6 separate regions of the Mus musculus genome follow, and regions 1, 2, 3, 4 and 5 are each linked to region 6. The links are chromatin contacts, called in public Hi-C, HiCAR-type and promoter capture Hi-C maps. All regions are on one chromosome and are shown on one strand. The core of a region is the stretch at or near the end of the contact, and the rest is flanking DNA. Distances in the headings are between cores, read along the strand shown.

What was found. Promoter capture Hi-C pulls out the DNA fragments that hold promoters and counts their contacts. Hi-C and Micro-C count contacts between places; a contact is called where the count stands out from the background. HiCAR-type assays count read pairs that join an accessible place to other places.
Region 1: a contact with region 6 is called in a Hi-C map of LSK cells, with 5 times the contacts expected there. The contact joins the enhancer-like site here to the promoter of Pdha1 in region 6. A contact is called at or near these places in 6 of 39 promoter capture datasets (the C10 cell line, the HPC-7 cell line, pre-B cells and 1 more), 1 of 484 Hi-C or Micro-C datasets (LSK cells) and 7 of 115 datasets of contacts at active chromatin or transcription factors (embryonic stem cells, epiblast stem cells, extraembryonic endoderm stem cells and 3 more).
Region 2: a HiCAR-type map of astrocytes shows a contact between it and region 6, with 5 times the contacts expected there. The contact joins the promoter of Map7d2 here to the promoter of Pdha1 in region 6. A contact is called at or near these places in 9 of 39 promoter capture datasets (the 3T3-L1 cell line, the C10 cell line, the HPC-7 cell line and 5 more), 1 of 484 Hi-C or Micro-C datasets (embryonic stem cells) and 7 of 115 datasets of contacts at active chromatin or transcription factors (the SCID.adh cell line, astrocytes, double positive thymocytes and 4 more).
Region 3: a contact with region 6 is called in a promoter capture Hi-C map of the HPC-7 cell line. The contact joins the promoter of Eif1ax here to the promoter of Pdha1 in region 6. A contact is called at or near these places in 10 of 39 promoter capture datasets (the 3T3-L1 cell line, 3T3-L1-derived adipocytes, the C10 cell line and 6 more), 6 of 484 Hi-C or Micro-C datasets (CD4 T cells, the HPC-7 cell line, embryonic stem cells and 2 more), 9 of 115 datasets of contacts at active chromatin or transcription factors (T-cell acute lymphoblastic leukemia, astrocytes, double positive thymocytes and 5 more) and 2 of 9 other capture datasets (adipose tissue and liver).
Region 4: a promoter capture Hi-C map of pre-B cells shows a contact between it and region 6, with 3 times the contacts expected there. The contact joins the promoter of Rps6ka3 here to the promoter of Pdha1 in region 6. A contact is called at or near these places in 9 of 39 promoter capture datasets (the C10 cell line, the HPC-7 cell line, HPC-7-derived erythroid cells and 6 more), 2 of 484 Hi-C or Micro-C datasets (B cells and CD8 T cells), 3 of 115 datasets of contacts at active chromatin or transcription factors (large pre-B cells, memory CD8 T cells and thymic regulatory T cells) and 2 of 9 other capture datasets (adipose tissue and liver).
Region 5: a promoter capture Hi-C map of pre-B cells shows a contact between it and region 6, with 5 times the contacts expected there. The contact joins the promoter of Bclaf3 here to the promoter of Pdha1 in region 6. A contact is called at or near these places in 18 of 39 promoter capture datasets (the 3T3-L1 cell line, 3T3-L1-derived adipocytes, the C10 cell line and 12 more), 11 of 484 Hi-C or Micro-C datasets (CD4 T cells, CD8 T cells, bone marrow-derived macrophages and 6 more), 21 of 115 datasets of contacts at active chromatin or transcription factors (the NIH/3T3 cell line, T-cell acute lymphoblastic leukemia, astrocytes and 14 more) and 4 of 9 other capture datasets (adipose tissue, liver, macrophages and 1 more).

Annotation. Positions count from the first base shown.
Region 1 is chrX:159,505,771-159,510,234 of GRCm38.p6, forward strand. It overlaps Gm39546 (a long non-coding RNA gene), which reads right to left. Exons shown (of 3, transcript XR_878290.2): 2 at 2,951-3,091; 3 at 1,779-2,172. Among named protein-coding and RNA genes, the nearest start is that of Gm39546, 8.6 kb to the right of the region's middle. Within about 2 kb of position 3,046, at least 57 of the 459 cell types and tissues checked have an H3K27ac peak or open chromatin away from gene starts, as enhancers often do. A contact at or near this core is called in the HPC-7 cell line, LSK cells, embryonic stem cells and 2 more, where this site is marked.
Region 2 is chrX:159,412,222-159,416,549 of GRCm38.p6, forward strand. Map7d2 (MAP7 domain containing 2) reads left to right here and starts at 2,351. Exons shown (of 17, transcript NM_001081124.2): 1 at 2,351-2,671. The coding sequence starts at 2,476.
Region 3 is chrX:159,370,856-159,375,320 of GRCm38.p6, forward strand. It overlaps Eif1ax (eukaryotic translation initiation factor 1A, X-linked), which reads left to right and starts at 1,323. Exons shown (of 7, transcript NM_025437.5): 1 at 1,323-1,560. The coding sequence starts at 1,545.
Region 4 is chrX:159,253,524-159,258,036 of GRCm38.p6, forward strand. Rps6ka3 (ribosomal protein S6 kinase polypeptide 3) reads left to right here and starts at 2,259. Exons shown (of 22, transcript NM_148945.2): 1 at 2,259-2,665. The coding sequence starts at 2,597.
Region 5 is chrX:159,529,382-159,534,146 of GRCm38.p6, forward strand. It overlaps Bclaf3 (Bclaf1 and Thrap3 family member 3), which reads left to right and starts at 3,287. Exons shown (of 12, transcript NM_001033472.2): 1 at 3,287-3,454.
Region 6 is chrX:160,136,483-160,140,863 of GRCm38.p6, forward strand. Pdha1 (pyruvate dehydrogenase E1 alpha 1) reads right to left here and starts at 1,948. Exons shown (of 11, transcript NM_008810.3): 1 at 1,774-1,948. The coding sequence starts at 1,830. Gm39547 (a long non-coding RNA gene) reads right to left here and starts at 1,765. Exons shown (of 2, transcript XR_878293.1): 1 at 1,299-1,765.

The DNA of each region.
Region 1 (4,464 bases), core at 1,796-4,295, 630 kb before region 6:
ACAAAGATGGGGAAATATGTTGTCTCAGAATGGGCCATCTGTGCTGGGCAGCCCTATCTCATCCTATGGGAAAACCTTCATGACATAGGAATGCAGACCACTAACCACCTGTGACCCCCTAGCACCCACCAATGAAATTTTAGATTACCTAATCCTTCTAGATAGTTCTCCTCGTTCACTATAAGAAGGCCTGTGCACCTTTGTCTGGGGTTGCCATTTTGAAGAGTGTTTTTTTTGCATAGTATCTGAGTCTGGGATCTTCCTTCAGAGATTTTCAAACTCTACAATCTGAACATCTCTCCTGTCCCTCCCCACACCTGATCCTGAACCCCCACTCCCCCTCTCCATCCCCTCTCCCACCTAGTTTCCTCCCTCCATCTGCCTCTTATGACTATTTTATTGGCCCTTCTAAGTGAGATTCATGCTTCCTTGCTTGCGCCTTCCTTCCTGTTTAGCTTCTTTGGGTCTGTGGGGTGTAGCATGGGTATCCTGTACTTTATGGCTAATATCCACTTATAAGTGAGTATATACTGTGCCTGTCCTTTGGGGACTGGGTTACCTCACTCAGGATGATATTCTCATGTTCCATCCATTTGCCTGCAAAAGTCATGATGTAGTACACAGACATAAATGTAAGCAAATAATACATAGGATATTTTATTTCTTTATAGTTGTGAGTCACCATGTAGGTGTTGGAGTTGAACCTGGGTTCTCCGGAAGAGCAGCCAGTAGTCTTTTTTAAAACTATTTTTTCTTTTATTGGATAGTTTCTTATCCCCTTTCCAGGTCTCCCCTCTGGAAACCCCCTAAGCAGGTAGAGAAAGAAGCACTGGAGAGACAAGGAGAGAGACTTGAGTGCAGAGAGAGATCTGGGGTGGGGGAGCTTTAATACGTGATACACACATGGTACAGCTGGCACTAGTTCATGTCAGGAAAATATGTATGAACTGAATTTATCAAAAAAGATATTTGTAAGGGGCATAGAAAAAATTAGAGGAACAGCAAGCTTTAAATGCAATAAAAATGAGATTAGAAACTCACATAGAGCCGGGCATGGTGGCACATGCCTTTTATCCCAGCACTCAGGAAGCAGAGGCAGGCGGATTTCTGAGTTCAAGGCCAGCCTGGTCTACAAAGTAAGTTCCGGTACAGCCAGGGCTACACAGAGAAACCCTGTCTCGAAAAAAACAAAAAACAAAAAACAAACAAAAAAAAGAAGCTCACATAGACATGTCTTTTTCCTTTGTGTTAATTTTGTATCAATTTTATGATTTATTCTTATTATTTTTAATTATATATGTGTATGTGGATGTCGGTATGTGCATATGAGTGGAGGTGCCCATAGAGACCAGAGGCATCAGATCCCCTAGAGCTGGAGTTAAAGGCTATCGTGAGCTTCCAGACATGGGTGATGGGAATTGAACTTGGGGCCCCTGCAAGAGCAATATGTGTTCATTACTGCTAAGCCATCCTTCCTGGTCCCACATATGAATTTTTATTAAAAAAAACCCTACAAATATATAACTTTCAAAATGAGTACCACACCACTACGTATATTAAACTACAAAAGACTTCATCAGAAATAATTTTTAAAGGATTATTTATTTTATGTATATGAGTACACTGTAGCTGTCTTCAGACACACCAGAAGAGGGCATCAGATCCCATTACAGATGGTTGTGAGCCACCATGTGCTTGCTGGGAATTGAACTCAGGACCTCTGGAAGAGCAAGCAGCCAGTGCTCTTAACTGATGAGCCAACTCTCCAGCCCCAGAAATAAGTTATGGAACCAGATTTTATTTATAAATTCATTATCCATCTCTCTAGGAAATAAAGGCAAGGACTCACATAAACAAAGAAACAAACAAACAAACAAACCCTGAACCCTAAGCCTACTCCCAAACATCCTTTTCCAAACAGATCATTTTTGTCTGTGCTCTGCCATTGGCCCCGCTGTTACAGAAGCAAAGCGGCCCAGGCGGATATATCGTTCAGTCAGGAAAGCAGGTGCTTGCAAGCGTAAGCACCTGAGTTGAGTTGAGCTCCAGAACTCACTCAAAATACCAGGAAGGGTGACACAGAGTTGCAATTCCCGCACTGAGGAGGCAGAAACCAGAGGATCCCTCGGGGCTAACTGGCCAGCCAGTCTAGCCCAGTTGATGAGCTCCAGGCTAATAAAAAAAAAAAAAAAACTATCTCAAAGGAGGTAGATGACGACATTCATACAAATGAATGACACCTGAGATTTTCCTCCAGCACCTACACACACATATACATACAAGAGTACACACACACCACATACACAAACACACACATACACACACACACACACACACACACACACACACACACACACACACGCAGGACCATGAAAGGCAGCCTGGTTCCAGGTTGAACAAAGGTTAGAAACCCCAGTGACCCTGAAGGGACTGCAGGCATTTTGCCACGCTCCTGGACACTAGGCTCCTGGCAGAAGGCCATAGCCCTCCATAGACGTGTCCTTCAGTCATGTAAGGGCAATGCCCCAAGCCCCTCTGTAGGTAGAAGATGTGACCACAGATCACATAGCCTCAAGACAGAGCTCCATTTTAATGAGGTAACTAAAGGCCTGGAGACAGCCAATTAAGCTTTCCTTCCCAGACACTTCTCCGTGTAAAAGGTTATTTAACATCAGGCCCGCCCTTTCCGCCATGACAATAAATGTCTTAAGACCATGGACTGTCTCTTTTCACCAGCATCCGAGGGACCGAGCCAGAGCTCCCCTCTTTCCCCCTCTGCCCCGGGCTAGATCCAGCCCTCAGACCCCCCACTGTGTTCTCGCTCTTCCACAGCTCCCAGCTGTGCCTGGGTGCCCAAGAGCCCGGGAACCAGACATCTCCGGCCCCCCTGCAGGCCCGGAACTCCGAGCCAGCTCCTGCAGTCCCAAGGACCTTAGACTGTCCTTCTTACCCCTGGAGCGGTGTTCCGAAGCTTCCAACACCTGCCCGGCAAACGGCAGTGGCTGGGGTCAGTGCAGTCAAACTTTCCGTGTCCCACCTCCCTGAGCGGCCTGAGCCCTGTAGCAGAGCAAACACGGGACTCCCAGTAATCCTACACACACACACACACACACACACACAGAGAGAGAGAGAGAGAGAGAGAGAGGCATAAAGTAAAGGTTATCCAAGTGGTGCATAACTCATCTCTGCATTGGACAGTAGAGATACGAAGATCAATAGTTGAAAGTGAGCCTTGGCCTACATGAAATCTTGTCTCAAATAAAAAAATAAAAAAAATAAAACAACAAAAAGAAAGAACAGTGACCATGCCCCCCCCCAAAAAAAAAGTTTGTATCACGGGCCAGAAGAAAAGGAGAAGTCAAGGCCAGCTCAGCATTACCCATCAACTGTCATTAACAATTAGCAGGAAACACATGTGGCTCTTTCAATGTGTGATCTAAACATTGACGTTAATACTGCGACCACACTCAATACAACCTAAAATAGAACACACACACAAACTCTGGGGAAATCTAGGCCAGCAGTGTTTTCAAGGGACAAAGGAGTTATCTGCCCTACTTTATTTTTTATTCCTAACAGCCTTTTCAAAAAAAGCCACATAGAAGGGGAGCTGCAATACACGTCAGACCCACCTATTAATTTTCCTCTGAATCTCTCTCTTTCTCCAACAAATGACATGGATGGTGAGTACTTTGCCTAAGCCTATATCAAAGCATGAATTAATTGCCCTTTAAATTTTTTTCTGATTTAAGCATATAATAGTCATTATTCTCTAGAGGAAGATGTATATATGTGCACGTATGTATGTGTTAGTATGTATGTATGTACATTCTGTTGTATAGCTTTTTTTTTTTTTCGTTTTTTGAGACAGGGTTTCTCTGTGTAGCCCTGGCTGTCCTGGAACTCACTCTTTAGACCAGGCTGGCCTGGAACTCAGAAATCTGCGTGTCTCTGCCTCCCAACTGCTTGGATCAAAGGTGTGCGCCACCACTGCCCGACTTGTATAACGTTTTTTTTTAAAGATTTATTTATTTATTGTATGTAAGTACACTGTAGCTGTCTTCAGACACACCAGAAGAGGGCGTCAGATCTCATTACTGATGGTTGTGAGCCACCATGTGGTTGCTGGGATTTGAACTCCGGACCTTTGGAAGAGCAGTCGGGTACTCTTACCCACTGAGCCATCTCACCAGCCCATAGCATTTTTATACTAACAGAAAAACTCCTTGCAGGAGAAAGAGGGGACTCATGATACTCAGGATGTAAAAAAAAAAAAAAAAAAAAAAAAACCACAAGTCCAGAAAAACTGTAATTTCCAAGCTGAGAGCTGCAAGATATACCAGGCCTATACCAGGCCGGTCACCAGTGCTCTCCAAATAAACAATTGCTAGGGAGGAGACGGAGACTCTTGGAGGGCTCTAGGGGCTTTCGCCAGACTTACACCCACCTGCCTCCGGTCAAGGC
Region 2 (4,328 bases), core at 1,101-3,600, 720 kb before region 6:
GTTGTTTTTATTGTTTTCTCTCTTAGGAATCAACCCTGGGGCCTATACACATCACACATGCAGGTAAGCAGTCTACTACTGAGTTATACCTCTCGCCCCTTCAGTATGTTTTTGAAACCATAATAAATGTTCATGGCTAGAGAAAAGGAAATAATATCTCATAATCTTCTTTGACCCCCTACTCCAGAGGCAAGAGCCAAGCTTGGTGGCTCACAACTATAAATCCAGAATTTCAAAGCCAAAGTGAGGAGGATTCCAAATCAGCCTAGGAAATACTGCGCAATCTAGAACAACCCTACAATTACCCAGTGTCAAAAACAAAACAAAACAAAAACTAACAAAAGAATTGATAAACGGGATCAAAGGAAATCACAAAGCTCTTTACAGCAGGATTTGTTAAGGGAAAAATAAGTCGGGTTTCACATGCACAGGGAGAGCTTGGTAAAGTGTGTGACCGGTACAATTTGTGCTTGATGAGACCCCAGGGAGGTGGGAGATCCGCAAACAAAATTACTTAGCTATTACATATCACTCCAGTCAGAGCAAATATCAAGAAAGAAAGATGAAATGGCGAGGACATGGGGACCAATATCCTTTACACATCACAGGTAGGAGTGTTAATAAGAGACTACACTCCAAATGTTAGCAACAAGGGTCTTCTAAAGCTAAAAGTACAACTACCATACGACCCAGCTATACCACTGCTAGGTATGTACCCACAGGATCAAAGTGGGCATGCAATAAAGTTACTTGAACACTTATGTTTACTGTGGCACTTATATTTACTGTGAGTTATTTATAATAACTCGTAGAATAAATGGTTATAAAAAAGATGGTATAAATACATAATTGAGTCTAATTCAGCCATAAAGAAGAAAAATTAGGTTATTTGTTGGAAAATGTATGAAAATGGAGATCGTGTTGAGCAAAGTAAGTCAGACTCAGAAAGAAAAAAAAATGTAGCCAAGCATAGTAGTGAAGGCCTTGAATCTCAGAATTCAGGAGGCTGGAGCAGAAGGTCTCTTTTACATAGTGAGTTCAAGGCCAGCCTAGGCTACATGGGATCATTTCCTCTTCATCCCTAAAACAAACAAACAAACAAATAAACAAAAAGACAAATCTAAGTCCAGCATGGTTCTTTATTTTTCTAATTCTAGCACTCTGGAGGCTGGGGCATCAGACTTGATTGCCTCCAGAGCTTGAGAGCTATCAATCTAATTTCATACCAGCCTAAGCTACAGAATGAGACTGCACAAATCAAAACGAACATAGGACACGCAGAATCTACATTTTAAAATTGTATTTAAAGCTCACACGTATATGATGGGGAAATAGAAAGGAGATTTTTAGGGAAGAGGAAAGGGTCTGGCGAGAGAGAGGAGAGGACAAAAGAGGGTGATGAGAGTGACAATATGATCAAAGGGCAGGATAAGGTTGGCTGTGGTAACTCATGCCTGTAATCCCAAGACTTGAGAGACTGAGACAGGATGGTTGTCATGAGTTAGAGGCCAGACCAGGCCTGGGATGTACTATAAGGCCCTGTCTCAAAATCACTCCCCACTAGCTCTGCAGTGGTGGCACATGCCTTTAATCCCAGCATTCAGGAGCCACAGCCAGGAGATCTCTGAGTTCGAGGCCAGCCTGTTCTACAGAGTGAGTTCCAGGACCTCCAGGGCTACACAGAGAAACCCTGTCTTGAAAAACAAAACATAAAACAGACAAAACAAAACAAACACCAGAAAAATTGTCACTACCACCCTCTTGAAGCACATAACAGACATATGAAAATGGATGATGAAATGCATTATTTTATAGGATGAATATTTGGCAAATATATAAAGAAAGAAAGAAATGAACTGAAACCTCATTGCGGTAAAATGGATCCTATGGCCCTATGGCATCTGCACATGCATGTGGCACTGGCCCATGTGGTGACAACCAGAAAACCTAGCTATGAACGGGCACTAGGAGCTGCAGGGCTGTTTTTGTGCAGAGAGACAGTGTGAACACGTGCGCGCGCGTCAGATGTGTGCAAGGTGTGTGAGAAACTTTAAGTGGATGTGTGCACGAGTGTGTGGAAGCGTGTTTAAACCGAGTGTGCAAAGAAGCCTTTTGTAAACTCTTAAGAAGAAGCGCGCCAGGTGTGGTGTGTGCGGACACTGGGGATGCTGAGCCGTGAGGACTTGTGGAGCGGACACTGCGCGCGCACGTTCGGCGCCCCGGGTGCGCCTTTCACAGCAGCCCGAGGGGCTGCGAGCCGGGAGCGCGGAGCCCGTGCGGTCCCTTGGCGCGCGCACGCCTGCGCCGGCTGAGCAGTGACGCACCGGCGAGTGCGGGAGGGTCCGGTGCGGCGAGCCCGGGCAGAGGGAGGCCGGCGCGCAAGGTGGGAGGCCGCGTGCGCATGCGGACCCGCGCGGGGCCGGTGCGACACAGCGGGCGGGCCAGACAGTGCGCCTGTGCAGCCCGCGCATCCCGATGGAGCGCAGCGGTGGGAACGGCGGCGGCGGCGGTGGCGGCGGCGGCGGCGGCGGCGGGTACGGCGGCAGCGGTGGCGGTGGCGGAGGAGCCGGAGTCCCCTCGGAAGGGGCTGCCAAGGGCTTGTCGCTGCTGCTGGCCAAGTCCGCGGAAGCGGCCTCCGGGAGAGCCTCCCAGTCCACCCCGCGGTCCGCAGGTAAGGGCCGGGGAGCACTGGGCAGGCCGCGCTGAGGACCCCCGGGGGGGGCGGGGCGGCCAAGGGCTGTCGCCCGGTCGCCCTTTCCGGGGGCCTAGGTCAACCTGCCCTGGGGGACTTCAGGCTGCGTCTCTCTTTCGGCAGGTGGCGGGGTCCCCTCGGGCTTGGCGTGTTTGCGTGGGCGAGTTTGTGGGGGGTGGCTGGAGAGCGGAGGAGCGGGTATCCTTGGCCACGGCTGTCCCCGAGGTATGGCTCGGCACCGGAGGAGGGGGTTCCGGGATGGCGACCCTGTGGGTGCGGGGGCCCGCTGAGGTGTTTGGACTACAGGGATTGCGGCTGGCTCGCTGCCTCGCTGGCTCCCACCCTCCATCCTAAGGCGCGCAGACGGGGAAGCCACAGCCAGCCACCAAGGTGGCCCAGCTTTGCGGTTTACTTGGCCTCTCGGGGTTGGGAAAATAATGTCGCATCGCCCGCGGGGGCAGCGACGGTTCATAAAGGGAGCAGGGCCACACGCGACTGCTGAGACGACGACCCCTCCCCCCCCCTGAAGTCGCTGAGGTAGTGGTTTCCCTACTGGGGCGTCTGGCCCCTGCCGCTGCCCTTTCTGGTACGTGACTGCGTGGCGATTGAGTGTTCTAGCCCACGGGACTGCAGCTGAGAGCTGTCGCCAAGGGGTGTGGGGATGTGGGTCCCTGTTCCTTCTGCCCAAGGGGACGGAACATGGTGAGGACGCTGGGAAGAACGTGATAAGCGCCTGCGTCTTCTGGTTCTGGGGCTAACCTTCTGTGTACTTGCAGGTGGTGCGGAGGTATACGCAGTGAGGAAAAGCATTTCATTCCAATTTTCCTGGCGACATTTTTTTTAAATGTTAATAATGAGAACTAATTCTATATTCCATCTTTCATTGCAGTTTAACATTCGAACGAAAAGAAAAAAATAAACCCTCACACAATTTGTAGAATTTGGGAATTATCGCATCGTGGAGTATTTCCTATATGGTGGAGGGGGAAAGAGGAAGGACATCAACTGAACGGGCGTGTGGGTTGTTTATGTGTTTCTTCGTTTTGAGACAGGATCTGGCTCTTTACCTTACGTTGATCTGGATTCCCGTGAGCCTTCAAGTCAGCATGACCAGCTTGAAGATGCTGCCTTAGTCACTTGAACAGTTCTTTTTGTTGGGATAGAGGGGACTATCTTACTGATCTGTCTGTTGCATCATTCATAGAAGGGAAAGGAAGGCTAAATTGATTTCTAGTTTGTGTTCTCGTGTGTTATTAAATGCACAACTTAGTAAGACATTACAGGATAGTGATAATACCTGCCCTTTAAGTCTAGACTTATATTTTCATTCCTTTTGCTTGAGAAAGGCCATATCTGATAAGAACCCAGAACCCACACATCGGAGTCTGCTCTCTGTGGTAAAGGGGATTCCATGCAGTAAAACATTAGATGTTTTTTGAGTTTACATTTTTGTTTGGTGGGGATTTGAAATAATAGATTATTTTGATGTTTCTTGTGGTAGAGAAAGGGCTGTATTGTCGGATGTCCAGTTTATCTGGGATTTTAATTAACTTGAAGGAATTTAGGGGGCAGTTCTTTTTCCTATTGCTCAGTTGCAATGTGGACACTAGTTTTATTTTGGAATTCCTAAAATAAT
Region 3 (4,465 bases), core at 73-2,572, 770 kb before region 6:
TACTGAGCCATCTTGCTGGCCCCAATAAACCTAGTTTGAAGTGAAGTTAGTTGTTCTGAGAATCTATGCAGTATTCCTTTGCTGGAACCACCAGAATAAAGAATGGGAGAGCGAGTTGTTTAAACATCAAAAATGTACGTTCTCTTGACTGTGTTGTGTGTTTTGTAGTCAGGGTCTTACTATGTAGCCCAGGCTAGCCTGGAACTCACTATGTAGCCCAGCTTTCCCATAGATTTGCAGGAATCCTCTTGCCTCAGTTTCACAGGTGCTAGGATTATAGGCATGAGTACCAGGCCCACCTACTATTTTGCTCAGTTTTGAAGATTCCAAGTCTAAAGTCAAGGTAGAGACAAATCTGGCTTCTTCTGAGGTCTTCATGGCTTGCAGATGATTACGGGCTCAGGAACTGGTTGTTCTTTTTTATGCCTCATTATGCCTAGGTACTAATTGCTTTTGTTTTGGTTTTGGTTTTGAGTTAGGGTCTCACTCTGTAGCCTTGGCTGGCCTGTAACTCATAGTTTACTTTCCTCTGCCTCCACAGTACTGGGATTAAAGGCCTATGTTACCATGCTAACGTCAAGTCTTGGCATCAAGTCTTAAGGATCTCATTTCAATATAGGCTCTTTAATGATCTTATATCCAAACAGAGTAATATACATACAGGTTAGAACTTCAGCATGAATATTGGGAGATTTGGACCCTAACATCGACTTTCTTCCATTCCTTTTATCCTATGTCTGCTGAGCAACCTACCATGTGCAGGCATTCTGTTGAGCATTATAAACAGACTTAGCTACAGTGAGTTAGGGACAAGATTTATTTTTAAGTATCATGCAAATATTCTATTAAAGTTTGGAAGAGGATGGCAGAAGTGCCTTCTCTCCTTCCCCCTTAGATTTCCAGCTTGGTTGGGCTGGTGAAAGGGCCCCATTAAAACTCAACTCTGAGGTTAGTGAGTCAGCACCTTGTCAAGCCTGGGGCTCACTTGGCTAGGAAGCCGAGATGATGCCCAAGCCAGCAGCCTGCACCACCTCAATTTCCCCTCCTCTCCTCCAAGCCTCCACTGTGACGCAGGGCCCGGGCCCCTCCCGCCCGGGCCCCTCCCGCCCCCTTCCGGACGCCGGAGGCCCCACTCCACCTACTGCGTGCCCACTGGCAGCAGTGAACGCCTCCCTGGCAGGCTTCTCCCTAGGCTCCCACCCTAGGACTGCCCCTTGGCCACGCCTGCGCCTTAGAGTCGCGGGAGGCTGGGCTCCGCGGGCGGGCGGGCGGGCGGGCGGGCGGGCGGGGGGGGGGAGGAGGGCGGGGAGGAGGAGGAGGGCGGGGAGAAGCCCCGCCCGCTGCCGCGACGCCATTTGCCACTGCCGAGCGTGGGCACGGGAGGCTCTCGCAAGCACGGGTGACCAGCCTCTCCTGAGCACGCTTCCCGACCTCCCGCACGGTCTTCGTGGCGCGCACTTCTCGGCGTTGCCCGTCGGAGTCACCGCAGTTCCTGCCGCCAGCCTGAGTGCGGTCCCACACGCTGCCAGCCAGTCTTTGCGGCCATGCCCAAGAATAAAGGTAAGGACGCCGCCGCCGGGACCGGGGCTCTGCTCCCCGCCGGCTCCCTGGCGCTGCTCTCGGCCTCGAGGTCAGCCCAGGCCTCAGTGACCTTCCTGCCATCTTTTCTTGCCTCTCCTCGGGCTGCATTCTCTGCGTCCTACTTGGAGCTGGGCAGAAGCGCAGGGAAGTTACTCCTGGCTCCCAGTTTGGCCACATTGGGGTGGAGCCGACGCCATTTTTTTTTGTAGGGCCTCCTGTGTGAGAATATGGGCTCGTGCCCCCGATTCGCGCCACATTGACCGCGGCGCCCGGGGGACTCATGGGAACACCTGCCTCGGACTTCTTGGGCTCCCAACACCTGGGGAGTTAAGCCCTGGGAGCCAATCTGAACTTTGAAAAAGGGTGATGCCTCGCTTGCTTTCGTGCCCATCTGGCACCTCCTCCCTAGGATTTTTTATGGACACTTAGTTGGTACTGGTGAGGCCGCACCCGTGTAGCCAGTGGCCAGTACTTTGATGCATTCGCAAATTTCATCCCTAGAGAATCACTTTGCTCCATAGTTTTACCGGGGCTTAACTTTTTCCACAGAGCCCTTGACCCACATTGAGCCAACTTTTCCACGTTTGCTTCTGATCGTGTATATATTTTGATAAATAAAAAAATGATTACAAATTCTAAGCAGAAGTGCAGCGTTCCTAAGATCATTCTCATTTTTATATATTTACAGTATTTTGTGGTGTTTTTTTTTTTATGGGATCAAATCTATCTTTACCAGCACTCTACCGCTTTGCTTTGCTCTGTCTGTCTCCAGGCTGCCCCGGAACCCTAAACTAACATTGAACTTGGGATTCGCTCGCCTCAGCTTCCCGAGTAGCTGGCATTACAGGCTTGCTATATTCGTTGTCCTCGTAATTTCTCAAAAATATAAAGTACAAAGTAGTGGAAAGCTTTTATTTCCCACAGGAGAGGAACACATTACACAGGATGAACTTGGGTGGGGGGAGGGGCGCACACCTTTACTCCCAGCACTAGGAAGGCAGAGGCAGGTGGATTGCTGAGGTCAATCAGCCTGGTCTACAGAGTGAGTGCCAGGGCTACACAGAGAAGCTCCCTTTTTAGAAAAAAAATAAAAATAAAGCCTTTGGGCAGAAGAGATGAACGCCTTCCTGGTTAAGAGAACCAAAGTTAGGTTCTCACACCCACATAGGGCTGCTCATGACTGCCTGTAACTCCAGCCCCAGGGGATCCAATGCCCTCTTCTGCCTCCCCCACCCCTCCACAATCACGCACACATTTAAAAAAAAACCATAAAAGTCTTTGCTCATTCATCCTTGGGACCTTGTCCCATGTCCACCCACTAGTATTCTCTTCTGCTTGAAAGTTGGTTCCAAGAAGTCAACTTAATTACTCTTTGTGCCTATCACCATTTACATTAGCCCACTGAGTACTTGGTCACAGTTTTGTGACAGATTGATTTAAGAGAGTCTTACAGTCCTTCCCCTAACTCTTCCCACAAATGTAACAGAGGACTGATTTGTCTGCCCTCAGTGGGAGAGAAGATGGTGGGGGTCGGGACTGAGATACACTCTCAGAGGCGGGATGTTGGGGGACAGTCAGGATATAAATAAAAATAATTAATTAATTAAAAAATTAAGTTAGGCCAGAGGAAAAAAGATAGTCTTGCTATGTGGCCCCAGCTGACCTTGAACTTGTCTCCATATCAATGCTAGGCCTCAAAAATGAAGGTTGCCAGTCTTTGTGCAAGGATTGTTGCTGATTGTCTTGGAAAAGGTGTGATTATAAGCATAATATGTTCACACTTTTCAAATTCCTACCTGTAGATGTCCCTCTTCCAAGATGGCAGCTGGACCACCTCAGTAGATGAGGGGTCTTAATCTCACCCTAACTCTAGTGACTACTAGATTTCCAGTTGTCACACTAGTTGTAAGCCCTAAGAAGATGAGAATGGTGTCAGTCATAATCACACTGGCTCAGTAGTACTTAGCCTAAAAGATGCTCAATAAATATTTGTTGGACTTACTCACCTCGTCTGGTGACTCCACCCATAGGTGAATGGTAAATTCTCATTTGGTTCCAAGGAGACAGAACATCTACACTCTACAGTCTAGTTGCTAGCCTAGTATGTTTTAAGATGTATCCTACCTGGGCTTATTTCTCTGAAACACCTCTGTAGTTTCAAGAGAGGATTTGAGGATTTGAGCTTAAGAACTAGGCAAGTCTTTTAGAAAGAGTGGGGTTAAATAAAGAGTGGTTATTCGTTTTGTTGCTGTTCTGTCATACTCAGGCTTGGTCTCGTTTCATTCTTTTTTGTTTTGTTTGTTTGTTTGTTTGTTTGAGACAGGGTTTTCTGTGTTAACCTGATTGTCCTGGACCTCAATCTGTATAGATCAGGCTGGCCTCAAACTCCCAGAGATCCACCTGCCTCTGTCTCTGGGATTAAAGTTGCACTGGGCTTCATTCGTTCAAAGGGAATTTGAAAAGCACTTGATTTCGTGGCAGTAAAATAGAAAGGGGAACAGTGGGGACTCTTGGGATTGCAGGCAAGCACCACTATGCCTGTCTCGCTCATTTCTTTTTATCCCTGTGTAGTATTCCATTGTATGGTACCACTGTTGATATGCTTACCCTTAAGATATGTAGGACTAGAGAGATGGCTCAACAGTTAAGAGTACTGGCTGCTCTTTAGAGGTCCTTCGCCCAGCACACACATGGCTGCCTACACCTGTCTAACTCCATTTGTGGGGCATCCGATATCATCTTATAGTGCCTCCTAAGGCTCTAGGAATGCCCACAATAGACAGACAACCATGCACAACATTAAATAGATTTTAAAAGAGACTTGAGGCAATTAACACCTTGCTTTTAAACTTAAAGTATCTCAGTTATGGTACACTTGACAAGA
Region 4 (4,513 bases), core at 1,009-3,508, 880 kb before region 6:
CAGGACAACTTCTAGGAGTCAGCTCTCTCTCTGTCTTTCCACCATTCTTGTCCAAGGGATCAAAACTCAAGTTATCAAACAGCAAGTGTCTTTACCCACTAAACAAACCCTCTCCCTGGCTCAAAAGGCTTATTTTATATGGTTTCTATGGGGTAATTAGTGCCAGAGTGTGTTTGGACACATAATTTAGGTTTTCTGTGTATAAATGCAAAACAATACATAATTCCATAACGTCAAACTTCTTTGAGCACGTTTATGTTTTGTTGTTGTTGTTGTTGTTTTGTTTTGTTTTGTTTTGTTTTTTACATCAAGACAGCGCGGCCAACTAACCTGTGTTAGGGCCCTGGTTGTACTTGCAGCACCCGAATCAAAAATGGTGACAATCTCCTCGTCGTGCCTCTCTCCTCCAGTTTATTCTGAGCCTGCCTAGTTGTTGTTTAACGCGATCTGTCCCTGAGTTCAAGGCTGAGGGAGGGGGCTCTCAGCAAGAATTTCCGGCTGCCCCCCCCCCCAAAAAAACAGTTGGAGCTTTCATCAGATGAGGCTCCTAGGCCTGGAGGGGCAAACTGCAGATGGCAGCAAAAGGAGCCCAGCACCTGTCTCTGTCGGACCAAGCAAGAAACCTCGCACAGCTCCCACAGCCCGGGCCAGCTAGGTGTGGGGTTGTAAGGTCATTCTCACACCTGCTGAAGGGAGTGAGGCGGGGACACTCCAGGTGTCTGGATCCTGGGATGATTAAAGGAAACTGTTAAAAGGCATGCAGGGAGAGCGCAGCGGGGGGACGCGCTGTGGTAGCCAAGCGTGGGAGGCTAGAGATGCCTCCCTCCAGGCCTTGGGGACTGGGGAGACAAGCTGGCCTGAGATATGTGGACTGGGTAGACAAGCTGGCCTGAGATGTGTGTGTGTGTGTGTGTGTGTGTGTGTGTGTGTGTGTGTGTGTGTGTGTGTGTGTGTGTGTGTGTGTTTCTTTCCGATGCAGGGCGGTTAGCCAGGGGCTGCAGTAGCTTTCCACTCAGCCCAGCGACTTTTACACATCCCAGACATACTCAGCGCATCTAAGCAGCGGGCTCGAGAACCCAGGACTGAGCCTTCCCGGAATCCACTCAGAGCGCCCAGCCATTAATTCTCGAACTCTTAGAATTCTGTGGCTCCGTTGCCGACTGAGGATTGGGTTCCCTTAACCTAGGGCTTCCTCTTCTCGGGCAGGAGGAGGAGTCACAACCTCCCCTCCCTTTCTCCTCCGCCTACGACCAGCTTGATTTAAAAAAAAAAATCTAATCTTTTATTTAAAGTCAACGGAGAAGCAGGAACCCCGCGCTCCTGCCTAGAAGATATTTTTACTAACTCCTTAATCTCTGCCAAGAAGGGCAACCTTAAGGAACCTGTTTTCTTTTAAGCTTTAGGTAGCAAGGGAGGAGTGTGACAGTCTGGGCCGAAACTCGAGGGCTCTATGCACTTGGGAAGGGTTATTAGGGCGGAGGTAGGGTGGGACGAAAAATTTCCAAAGTACTAAACATTGAACACGAGAGTCAACTCGAAAAGCTTTGAATCAAATTGGGAGCCGAACGTACGTATGTGTGGCTAGCTCCCGGGAAAGAAGCCTCTTGAGTCCCCGTCCAAGCAGGAGAAAAGGGGTCAGGTGAATGAATACCCAGCTTGTGACCCTGAAGGAGGAGAGTCTTGGGCCAGGAGGGGATGTGCCCATAGCCTAGGCGCGCCCACGCGCACCCCTGGAGGAGAAAGGCCGAAAAGACACCTCCTGCCTCCGCCTGGGGCTGCTACCACCGGACTGCGCCCCCAGCGCCTTGCCCAGCTTCACCAGCTGAGCGCGAACCCCTCTGCTCTCCTATTCTCAACTAGTCTCCGAGCTGTTAGGACTCGTGGCAGTCAAAGGCACCTCGTCCGCCCCGCAGAGCCCATTTCTCTCCCCACCCCATCTCCCGCCAACGCCCCCAAATTTTTTGGGCTCGCCCTTCCTGAAAGTAGGCGAGGCCCAGAAGCTGAGGCTAGAGAGAGGAGGTGGAGGAGGAGGAGGAGGAGGAGGAGGAGGAGGAGGAGGAGGAGGAGGAGGAAGGGGTAGGAGGTGGAAAAGGGGCGGCGCCGAGCGGCCAGCCAGGGGGCGTGTCCGGCACTGGCCCCGCCCCTGGGTGCGCGCGGTGGTGGCGGAGGCCGCCCAGCCTCGCTCTAGAGAGACAGGTATCGCTTAGACGCCATGTTGTGAGCGGAAGTGGGGGAGCGCGCGGCCGTCGCTGTTCTGCTGGGATCGGGCGCGGGAAGCGGCGGGGAGGGGAGGCGGGGGGCGGAGCCGTAGTCCGGGCGGCGGAAGGAGGAGAGGAAGAAAGGGGCGAGCCCTGGTGCCTGGCGGCGGCGCAAGGCTCTCGCTTGGAGTGCGGGCGGCTGTGGCTAGGCGCTGGGCGTTCGGGTGGTCGGCGTCGGCGTCGGCGTCGAGCTCGCTCTCGGGGGAGCCGCGGCTGCCCGGCTGCTGCTTCTCGGCTCTGCCTTGGAGCTCGAGTGGCTAAGGAGCCGAGCCGGCTGTGGGGCGGGTGGGGAGGGAGGAGGCGGTGAAGGCGGCGGCGGGCCGGGGAGGGGGGGAAAGATGCCGCTGGCGCAGCTGGCGGACCCGTGGCAGAAGATGGCTGTGGAGAGCCCTTCCGACAGCGCGGAGGTGAGTGCAGCCGTGCGGCAGGGCAGGCGCGCCCCTTCCCCACGCCCCCGCCGGCGCTAGCTCTCTTCCCCGGAGCTGCCCCCCTTAGACCACCTCCGCCGCCGGCTCACATCTTGTTCCCGGGGCGAGATTCTGCTTTGGGTCGTTGGGCTTTGCCGATCTGTCTGTGTCTCCTTCCCGCACCCTCGCCTCTCCCTGCTTTTGGGGTTGGGGGGTGCCGGTGTGGCGGCGCGTGGGGTTTGGAGTGGGCGCTGAGGCTTTGCAAAGAGCCTGTTTTAATCAACTTTGCGTGGGGGAAGCAGGAGGCAAAGCAGGAGCCGGCGGCGGGGAGTTGGGAAGTTTGGCCCTGCCGGCTCTAGGGTCTTCTCCGGAATCTTAGAGACTTTGGATTCGGTTCACCAGGAGCCAAGACTTCAGTCTGGCCGCCGGAGGGGTTTGCTACAGGGAGACGGGCGCCCACAGGGCAAGGTGGGCGAGCCAAGCCGGGAGGGTTTTGAGTAAGGGGTCCAGGACTGAGGGATCCCCCCACACCCCGGTCAGTCTGCCGCAGCGCTCTCTGCCGCTGCTGCAAAAGAAAAACGGAGCGCCTTAGGTCCCCTACTCCTAGGTTTTGAGGTCACTGAGTTGGAAGACCCCAGTATAACTTTTGCTTCCTGTCCATGGAGGTGAGCGGGTGAAATTCAAGGAGATCAGCGGACGCTGTAAAAGGGCTATCTGATTTTCCTCTCCCGGGATCTGATGATCGGCCCTGAGATACCCACCCCAGTGTCAGAAACCCAAACAGTATACCCAAACAAGGCAAAACAGAATTTCCGCGGACACATCCCAGCACCGAGCTTTTCACAGCCGCCACTGTCCCAGAATCAACTGGCGATCTAAAAAAATAATGCAGACAAGATCCATTCCAGGGTATCAGCGCTCCTCTCCAGAGTGGAAAATCAGTTCCTGATGGTGGCGCGTCTGTGATTCCTCTTTCTTGACTTTTCGCTGAATTCTATCCTCGCAGCGGACTTTAGGGGATTACAGAATGATAGGCTGGGTGTGTGTAATAGTTACTGAGCGAGTGACCCCATTTCTGGAAAGCATGACTGAAACGCGGGGGTGGAATGGGGCAGGCTCTGATGAGTGGTGTACTTGGCGGCAGCCACTGCCCCCATCGGCCTCCGCAGTGTGAGAGGTGGGTAGGGTTACTGGTTACGTCAGTAAAACTCGGGCTCAGTTTGGTGTGAGATGCGGGACGCTGACATTCTCTGGGAGGGGGGAGAGGGGGAGGGAGGAATCCGTTCAGATCGTTTTTTCTAATTTTTCTCCCCTGTCACCTCCACTACCATATAAAAATATTTACTTGTTCTTAAATGCAGGAAGAGTTGTAATAAAGCTTACAAGTTCATGCTTAATAATTTACTACTGGATAATGCTGTTCTAAAATAGCAAAGACATAGGTATATGTTACTTTTTTTTTTAAAGGAAAGGCTGGTGTAAAAAAGGAAATCGTGTTTTTACGACTGGCAGAATACAAGAATTTTATTTGAATTTAGAGCCAATATGATACTATAAATCTTTAATAATAAAGTTAAACTTAGAATGCTTAACCGTCATTTGAATGGGTAGTGTGGAAAAACAGTATGGCAAGGGAGCCTCTTCATTTTTTCTTAAAGAAAAAAATTTGCATTTAAAATACAGCTATAAAGGTGGTTAAAATTGCTGAACCTGTCGAAGAAATTGTATTTTCTTATAATCTGCTTTTTATTTTAGGTTTTTTTTTTCTTTAGTTTTTTGAAACAGCCCAGGAACTCACTATGTAGACCAGACTGGCCTTGGTCTCACAGAGATCCACCTGCCTCTGCC
Region 5 (4,765 bases), core at 2,037-4,536, 610 kb before region 6:
CTCAGCAGAACCTAGGGCTTGAACCCATGACTTGACTTCGAGTGGTTTCTTTTCCCAACTCCTCAAAACCCCTTCTCTCTGGAACCCCTCTCCTAGAGGAGGCTGATCCTTGGCACATCTCTTAATTCCAGGCCAGCCTGATCTATTTAGTTAGTTTCAGGACAGCAAAGGTTACACAGAGAATCCCTGCCTCAAACAAAGAACAGAAACAACCAAAAGAAATATGTTTTTTCTCTCTTTAATTGCGTGTGTATTTCATCATTATGTGTGTATGTCTGTCTGTCTGATCTGTGTCTGGTAATTTTAGACTCATCTCTGACCTTTGTCAAGTCAAACAGATGGTTCTTGGCTCTATTTTCTGTCTATTTCCATGGAGAAAGCAGGTAAACAATTTACACATAATGCTGAGCATAATGGCTCCTCCCTGTGATCCAAGCATTTGGGAGGAGTTTGTGGTCATCCTCAGCTACATAGCAAGTTTGAGGCAATCCTAAACTACTTAAGACTTTGTCTCAAAATCAAACAAAAACAATTTGCATGTGGCAACAGTTCTTTGTGCATATATGAACACTGCCTCTTCATGTACACATATTAAAATAAAATATCATTAAACTTTCCCATTACTTTCCTTGTTCTTCATGAAATCACAAACCTGTTACTGAATGCCAAGTATGCTGAGTATAATGAATTTGTATAGTAAGTTCTGCTGAAATACCAATCCAAGCATTTCAATATGTTTCTTACATTTACCAAGAAATGCAGCTAGTATCCACGCACAGCCATTGCAAGTCTGCTTTAGTTCTTCTGCCTGGAACTCAAACTAAAGGAATCAACTTTAATGTTATGGATGTGATAGCAGAAGAATAGCGAGGGTACAACCATGCACTCTATCTTTATTTTTGTTTCTTCAAAGGGCTTCTGCATCCTAAACTAGTGCTGTCTACTCGTGCTGTATGAGTACAGTGCACTCTTCTGCTGTATCACGTCTCTATCCCCATACACTGTATATTAATGCTTTTGTTCAAAGATATGATTCAGGGGTTGAGGGGGATAGCTAAGCAGTAGATAACTTCCTTATAATATACACAGAGCTATGGATTCAATTCCGAGCACTACAATAAAAATAGTAAATGAAAAACACAAGTAAATGAAAAGCACGAGTGGGGCTGGAGAGATGGCTCAGCAGTTAAGAGCACTGACTGCTCTTCTGAAGGTCCTGAGTTCAAATCCCAGCAACCACATGCTGACTCACAACCACCCATAACGAGATCTGACCCCCTCTTCTGGTGTATCTGAAGACAGATACAGTGTACTTACACATAATAAATAAATAAATAAATAAATCTAAAAAAGAAAAGAAAAGAAAAGAAAAACACGAGTGAATGTAAAGTCCCCAAATGAGAAACTCTGGAGGTAGGCCCCAACAAGAAGAGCCTCTGTGTGAGTCTGATATACACTCAAGTTGAAGAAGCAGTTCCTATCATTTGTATTCCCTGTAAGGCAGTTGAATAGTGGGATTGTGGGTAGCTTAAAATGTGTTTGTCATGATCTGTCAACCTGACTAGATTGAGATGCCTAGTGACACACTTCTGGGTGTATCTGTGGGGGTGTTGTCAGAGATGATTGACATGCAGGAGAGCAATTGAGGGGGAATGTAGCTGTTCTGAATGTGGGTGGCAACATCCCAATAGGCCTGGGGCTCCAAAGGAAAAAAGGTGGAGAAATGAAGATTCCTAGCCAGCGTGTGCAAGCTTTATACTTCTTCAGCAGATACGTCTAATGGCCACGGCATGTTCTGTGGCCACCAGATTCCAGAGTCTTTAGCGTCTCAACACTAACTCACACAGAGACTCTCTAAGAAGCTTGTAGGCAATTACAGATGCCACTTCTTCTGAGACTTCCAGCTTTCTTGGACTGCATAGCTAACGTAGTTTTGCTTCTTCCGGGGGCCAATAGTCATTGTTTGGATTATCCAGGATCGAATGTGGGTCCTACTCTAACAAATCCTTCTTTTGCAGTTGTGTATGTGTTTGTGTGTGTTATGAGAGCTTCTTGCTAGCATGCTTGCACACCGAGTGCACGGTCCTGGGTTCCCTCTAGATACAGCAGGCAGAGAGTGATAAATGGGGGTGGGGGGGTGGCGATCCTAGGGAGATAGATTTATTACTATAGTGCTTGCTTTGCAAGGATCAGGACCTGAGTCAGAGCCCTAGACCTTGTGTAAAAAGAGACAGGCATGGTGGCACATGCTTGGAACTCCAGTAGTGGGGAGGCAGAGCTAGGCAGATTCCTGGGACTTGCTAGCCAGCCAGCTTAGCCTACTTGGAACGTTCCAGGCCAGTGAGAAACCCTGTCACCCTAAACAAAGGTGGACAATCCTTCTCAAGGAATGACACCTGAGGTTGCCCTTTGACCTCCCCCCACACCCCACACAGGGGAAGTATACATGGACATACAAACAGAGCACTATAGGCACAAAAGAGGAGGAAAATGAGGGTAGAGAGAAAGGAGAAAGAGAAGAAAATAAGAAAATATAAAAGAGAGGAGAGCAGAGAGGGGTTGGTATTTATTGGGACCATTAACCCATTTGGAAAGCTCAGAAGGTCCCGTTTTCCAAGCAGACCCTTCATTTGAGGCTATGGGAAATGGTGAAAAGTTGGATGATTGGTTGCAAATTAAATAGGTGGGGACAGAGGTCAAGGAGAAGCAGGCTCAGATATATAGATGGGCCACATAAAGAGCTAGACGCTAGCCGGGCAGTGGTGGCGCATGCCTTTAATCCCAGCACTCGGGAGGCAGAGGCAGGCAGATTTCTGAGTTTGAGGCCAGCCTGGTCTACAAAGTGAGTTCCAGGACAGCCAGGACTATACAGAGAAACCCTGTCTCGAAAACCAAAAAAAAAAAAAAACAAAAACAAAAACAAAAAAAAACCTTGGCCGATACCTCTGCCTCTATCTGCGGATACTGCACACAAGGCAGGAAGATCAAGGGAACCAAGTTGAGGGCTGACTTCTAGGCCGCGATCCTCAACTCCAGAGTCCCAGACTTGCACCACCTGGGGTGCTTCTCTTCCTTCTAGCCAGATCAACTCGCGAGCGCACTTTAGTCTCTCAGGGAACCGTGGGAGAGCGCAGCCAGCAGAGGGCGCTAGAGAGCCCGCGGGCGCCGTCTGGGCGGGGCTGGACCCGAGCTTCTCCTCCTTGAAGGCAAGTTTGGGCGGGAGGCGGACACTGTGGGCGGGGCCAGAGGGGGTTGGGACCAGACCATTCCGGAAGGAAGTGGTTCCGGGTCCCGGCCCGCGGGGAGAGCTGGGTGCTGGTTGGAGCAGGAGGCGGGAGCTGCGCGACGGGCGAGGCGGTGAGGGAGCAGCAACAGCGGCGGCGGCTGTAGCGGCGGAGGCTTCGGCGACGGCGACAGCGACAGCGACGGGCTCTGGTGACGACTTCTCTGAGGGGTGAGCGGTCCGGGGAGTGGGCAGAGTGAGGAAGCCCGAGCCTGGGAAGGAGGGAGGGTGTGTCCTTCGCCCACGAGTGGCGGTTCTCACGGTGGCGGGCGGGAACGGGACTGCGGGCGGACTTGGCTTCTCCGGGGACCTCATCCCTTCTCCGGTTCACGCTGGGGCCAGCGCCTTCCCTAAGCGGCTGCCGCCCCTCGAGGCTCAGGCTCCCTTGGCGCGCCCGCTTGGCTCTCTGCCCTGAGGGGGGGTGGGTTCTGAGGCTGTCCCCGCCGGTGCTATTCCTGAGCCGCCGCCAGCTCGGGCACCTGCCCGCCCCCCCCCCCAACCCCCAGGTCTGCCCGCCCACGGCGGCGGGCAGGTGGCGGCGCCAGGCTCCTGCCGCGTGGGTCCCCGGGGACCAGGGAGGGGGCGGTGCCGGGAGGCTGAAGCCCGAGGACGCGGAGCCCTCCGGAGCGGAGCGATGCTCCCGGCTTTGTCCGCCAAAGATGCTCTGGCCTCGGGAGCCGCATCCTCCGCGGACAAGGTCAAAGGCTAGTTAGCTAGCGCAGACCTCCCTGGGAGGAATTCAGTCAACTGGGCCACCGGTCAGGACCGCCCTAGAGAAACTTAGCCCTCGAAATATGCTTTTTTTTTTTTGTTTGTTTTGTTTTTTTTTTTTTTTTTGAGTTACACCTTGAGTGACTGCTTCTCTGGAACACATTCCAAACGGCCAGGAGAAAATAGGGCCCTCGAGGCTTCCGGTCAGGCTACCTTTTTAACTTTTCTTTTCTTTTATAAGCCTGGAAAGAAAAGCTAGGCCCTTCCCCATGGCAAGCAAGCACTCCACCGTAGAGCTATGTACCTTTTGAGATAGAGTCTCACTCAACACAGGATGCTGTTTAACTCATTCTATTGGTCAGGCTGGGCAGTCCTCGAACTTTGTACCCACTCTCCATCCTGAGTAGATTATAGGCCTGCGTGGCCAGGCCTGGCATATTTAAACTTTTCTTTTTCCCTAGATGTGAACAGGTCCAAAACTTTAAAAGGCTTGTTTGTTCATTTATGTTGAGGCTTTCTTTTTTTCTTCCTTTTTTTTAAAAAAAGGGAGTCTTTAAAGAAAGGATGGTCTTGAACTCACAGTGTAGCCAAGGATAGCCTTGAGTTTCTGACTCCCGGTCTCTGGCCCCTAAATGCCAGGGTTGCAGGTGCATGCCAGTCATGTTTGTTTTATTTTCCTCGGTTATTGATAGCAGTTCAGCTTCCCAGTTACTCCGTGTTCTAAAAAAAATAAAACAAGTTAGTAAGGGTTTTTCTAAGTGAACAAAGTTT
Region 6 (4,381 bases), core at 698-3,197:
TCCAAGACAGCCAGGGATACATAGTGAGACTTTGTCTCAAAAAAAGAAAGAAAGAAAAGAAAAGAAAAGAAAAGAAAAGAAAAGAAAAGAAAAGTTAAAAAGCTACTTTCTGGATATGTTCCACCACAACAAAAAGTGAGAAAAAAACTGGGTACTTCCTATGGTGAATTCGACTCTAGAATCTATTTCTTTTTCCCTGCTGTAAGGTGAATTTAAAGGAAACGGTAAACGGCTGTCAGACAAAGCGATACAACACCTAAGGTTAGCTTCTAGTGTCGAAGGAAGATTTAAAAGTGTTCCCAGCTTCCTAGTACCCTCTTATACTCCAAAAGAGGAGCACATGTCTTCAAAGCAGAAGGTATGATTTTTATTGATTTCGGACTCTAATGCAACTTATAGAAACTTTGATTCTAGTCAGAGCTGTTTATTTTTTCTTTCCACTGAGAACAAAGCTTCTTTTCGTTTTCAATTTTATTTCATGCCCAGCCCCCAAGCTATAAACAAATTTCCCTTCAACTAACAATTTCTGCACACAAGAAACTTGTTCAAACAAACTGAAAATCAATGATGCACTTTTAACACGCGTGAAGATCGTGGCCGAATTCAGGACACATACTAAGAGCTCAATAAATGTTGGCTATGTCGTAGAAATGTGCTTTGCTGCCGGTTCAGATTCAAATGGTGGTTTTCCATTCCTTGATGCAATTCCTAGAGAAGGACATTTCGACCTTTCTACAACCTCCCCACACTGAGCAGAATTGCATCAAATCCTAAAGAAATCAACAGAACCAGAATTACAAGTCAAAGCCTGATGACAGTTACACCAAGAGAAGGCAACCTCTGTGTGGCTAGAGGTCAAAATGCTAAAAGCTTAGGTATTAGACAGCTCTTAAAGCCGGGCCATAAGTCTTAACCTCTAATCCCAACTCTCCGAAAACCATTGCTGTTTTCTTTCGCTACTTTGAACTCTAAGCCTCTGTGTGTTTAAGGGTAAAGGCGGCTTCCTCTGGGTTATGCTCGATTGCTCGAAAATTGACTGCCAAGAAAAAGTTCAGAGGAGCAGGGAGTGGAGGAAGTTTGTTTTCCGTGAACCTGACCTCCCTGAACCTTCCTCAGAACAGAACACAGGTGATCCACAAATGCTCACGCAGCTGGACACCGGCCCTTGGCAGGTGCCAGGCAGAAGGGTTGGCATTCGTGCCACTGACCAACTCAAGATAACCACCCCCCCAGAAGGTAGCGTCCTCAGAATCTCCATTATGGAGATGAGAGAACTAGGCCCTCAGACGAGTTTTTACATATCCTGCTTCTTGATGGTTCCTGGTGCCAAGGCTAGTAAACGAAGAAGTCGGAGTGCGCACGGAACCTGACTCCCGGGACTGGGAGCTCTTTATTTCGTCTTACGTGGCCTCATAGCCAAGAGCAATGACATGAAGGAGAGTGGAAGTCAGCGGAGTCCAGAGAGGCTGGAGCAAGCCCAAGCTCCGCCTCCCAGTGTCCCGTAAGGGACGAGCAGTTGTGGGGCGCTGCAGGGGAGCTGGCGTGAAGCTCCGCTGGGGGCGATCGGGGGAAGCACAGCGGACCGGGCCCGTTCTCAAGCCGCTCTTCCCCCGGCCAGTGGCGACACGGACTGCGCGGAAAGCCCACCCAAGTCCCGCAGCTCGTCCCCAGCCCCCAGCCGTGCGCTCCAGGGGGGCCCGGTCCGCCCTCTTCCTGCCCCGCCTCAGGCCGGCTCCAGCCCCACCCCGGCCTCCCGGGATCAGGCGACCTCACCGGCTTCTGCGCAGAGCCTGCCAACACGCGGGATACAGCGGCAAGCATCTTCCTCATGGAGCGCAGCAGACTCACGCGGCGGCCGCGGCACCCAGGCACTCAAAAGGAGTGGTGCGGGCGTCCCCAAGTCTCCTTGAGGCGCCCGGAGCCGAAGCCACGCCCAAAACGCAGTGACGGAGTCGCGACGGCATCACACGCCGCGCTAGTCTGCAGGCCAACCAGAATGGTTGCTGGCGATGGCTACGCCCTTCTGAGGAGGAACATGTGGCCGTCCATTAATTAACTAAAAAATGAGGTGGGGCTGTGGCTGGAGGGTGAAGAGGCCGGTGTCCCAGGGCGCCTGCGTGGGAAAGTGGGGGGCCCCGGGGCGTGGGGAAGAGGCCTCTCCTTCCTTTTGCCCTGAGTACCACAGACCAGCGAAGAAGTGGTGAAAGCGGGTCCTGCCCTTTGCCCAGTCGGGCCTGTGGTACAGCTTTGGCAGGCAGCCTTGTTCCATTACACAGAGAAGCCATGGTGCCAGGGCAAGAAAGACAGATCATCTGGTTTCTAGAAATGGTCCTGCCACTAATTTGTCTTTAAAAGGTCACATATTCCTTGCAAAGTGTTGCCCTGGTTGACTTGGGTGAGATTTAACAGTTAAATGCTGGATGTTGCTGGGTGTGGTGGCACATGCCTGTCATTCCTTCCTTAGGGAGTCTGAAGTCAGATGATAGCCAGAGTTGGAGGTCAGGCTGTCTGTTCAGTTCAAGACAAGCTTGGACTACTTAGCGAGGCTATCTAAAAAAAAAATCAAAATAAGTAAATGAAAGCAAATATTAATCGTTGACCATAGACATCCAAGAGTTTAGCTTTAGCGTTTATTCTTTGATTTTTTGTTAGCTTGCTTCTTTTCATGGGGGACTCAGTTATAGACAAGCAGTTTGTCTGTCCTTTATGCTTGGGAAAAGGCAGAATCCTGTATCTCCTGTGTTGTTGTTACCCAAACACTATTAAGATTAGGACACGAGACTTTATGAGAACACGGGAAACGTGCAGATGATGATTTCTCAAAGTTCAAACTGTTGCCTGGATCGGTCAGCTTCACATTATCACTGGGTCAGAGAAACAGAGGCTGACTTTTCCATTCAAATGTCCAGCATGGATTGGCCAGGTAGCATTTCTAGGAGGTCACTTGGGAACCCAGGATAAAAAGTCCTCTAATATTTGCATTTATGATCTCCATGGATGAAGGATGAAATGAGTGCTGTAGTGATGCATTATAACTCACGGGAAAGAAAGAGCCACAGATCCTTCACAAATACGCAACTGAATAAGAGAAAAGAGCAACATTGCCTGGAATTCTGGTGCCGGAGAGGCAGAGACACGAGGATCCCAGGTGCTTGCTTGTCCATCAATCTAACTGAAGTAATAGCCAGGATAAGTAAGAGACCCTGCCTCAAAAAGTTTAGCTGAAGAGTGACTGAGGAAGACTGACCTGAAATTAACCTTTGACTTCCGCGTGCATGTGCACACACAAATATACACAGATTGAGTGGGTGGGAATCACCACTTCACAAAGACACCATCACCACTGCAGGCAGGAATTATCAATAGAAGCTAAAATGAATGGCAGGAAAAAATGAGAAACAAGACTTTTGCATTATTACAAAATATCCTCCAACAAGAAATTTATCATTACAAAAGTTAATGCCTTAAAGAAACTGCCCTGGGGAAACAAGGGAACCAGTGTTTTCATAACTAGAATATTTTCGTTACAACCTTTTCTTTGTTAAAAAAAAAAATTACAAAGCCAAGGCTCAAGATGGCTCAACAGGTAAGAACACTTGCCACCAAGTCTGAGGGCTTAAGTGATTTGTCCTTTCATGTACACACACACACACACACACACACACACACAGAGAGAGAGAGAGAGAGAGAGAGAGAGAGAGAGAGAGAGAGAGGCACACAAGTACAGAAATTGAAAGAAATAACAATATGTACTAACCAGTACCCTCAGAGCTCCCAACCAAAGAAAACACATGGAGGGACCCATGGCTCCAGCTGCATATGTAGCAGAGGATGGCCTAGTTGGTCATCAATGGGAGGAGAAGCCCTTGGTCCTGTGAAGATTCTATGTCCCAGTACAGGGGAATACTAGGGCCAGGAAGCAGGAGTGGGTAGGTTGGTGAGCAGGGGGAGGGGGGAGGGGGGAGGGGGTTTTCAGAGGGGAAACCAGGAAAGGGGATAACATTTGAAATGTAAATAAAGAAAATATCTAGCCAGGCATGGTGGTGCAGGCCTTTAATCCCAGCACTCAAGAGGCAGAGGCAGGTGGATTTCTGAGTTTGAGGCCAGCCTGGTCTACAAAGTGAGTTCCAGGACAGTCAGGGCTATACAGAGAAACCCTGTGTGTGTGGGGGGGGGGGAGAAAGCGAGAGATACTTTGTGACTCTGTAGCAAATGAGGACAAATTGTAACTGGTGGTTATCTATGCCCTACAACGATACTTTATGTGCTAAAACATACACAAATACACAAAGGGGGCTGGTCAATATAAGGGAGGTCAGAGAGATGAAGAAAGGGTTGCCCAAAGCAGAAACCCAAGGAAGAGAAAATCTTGAGAAAAGAA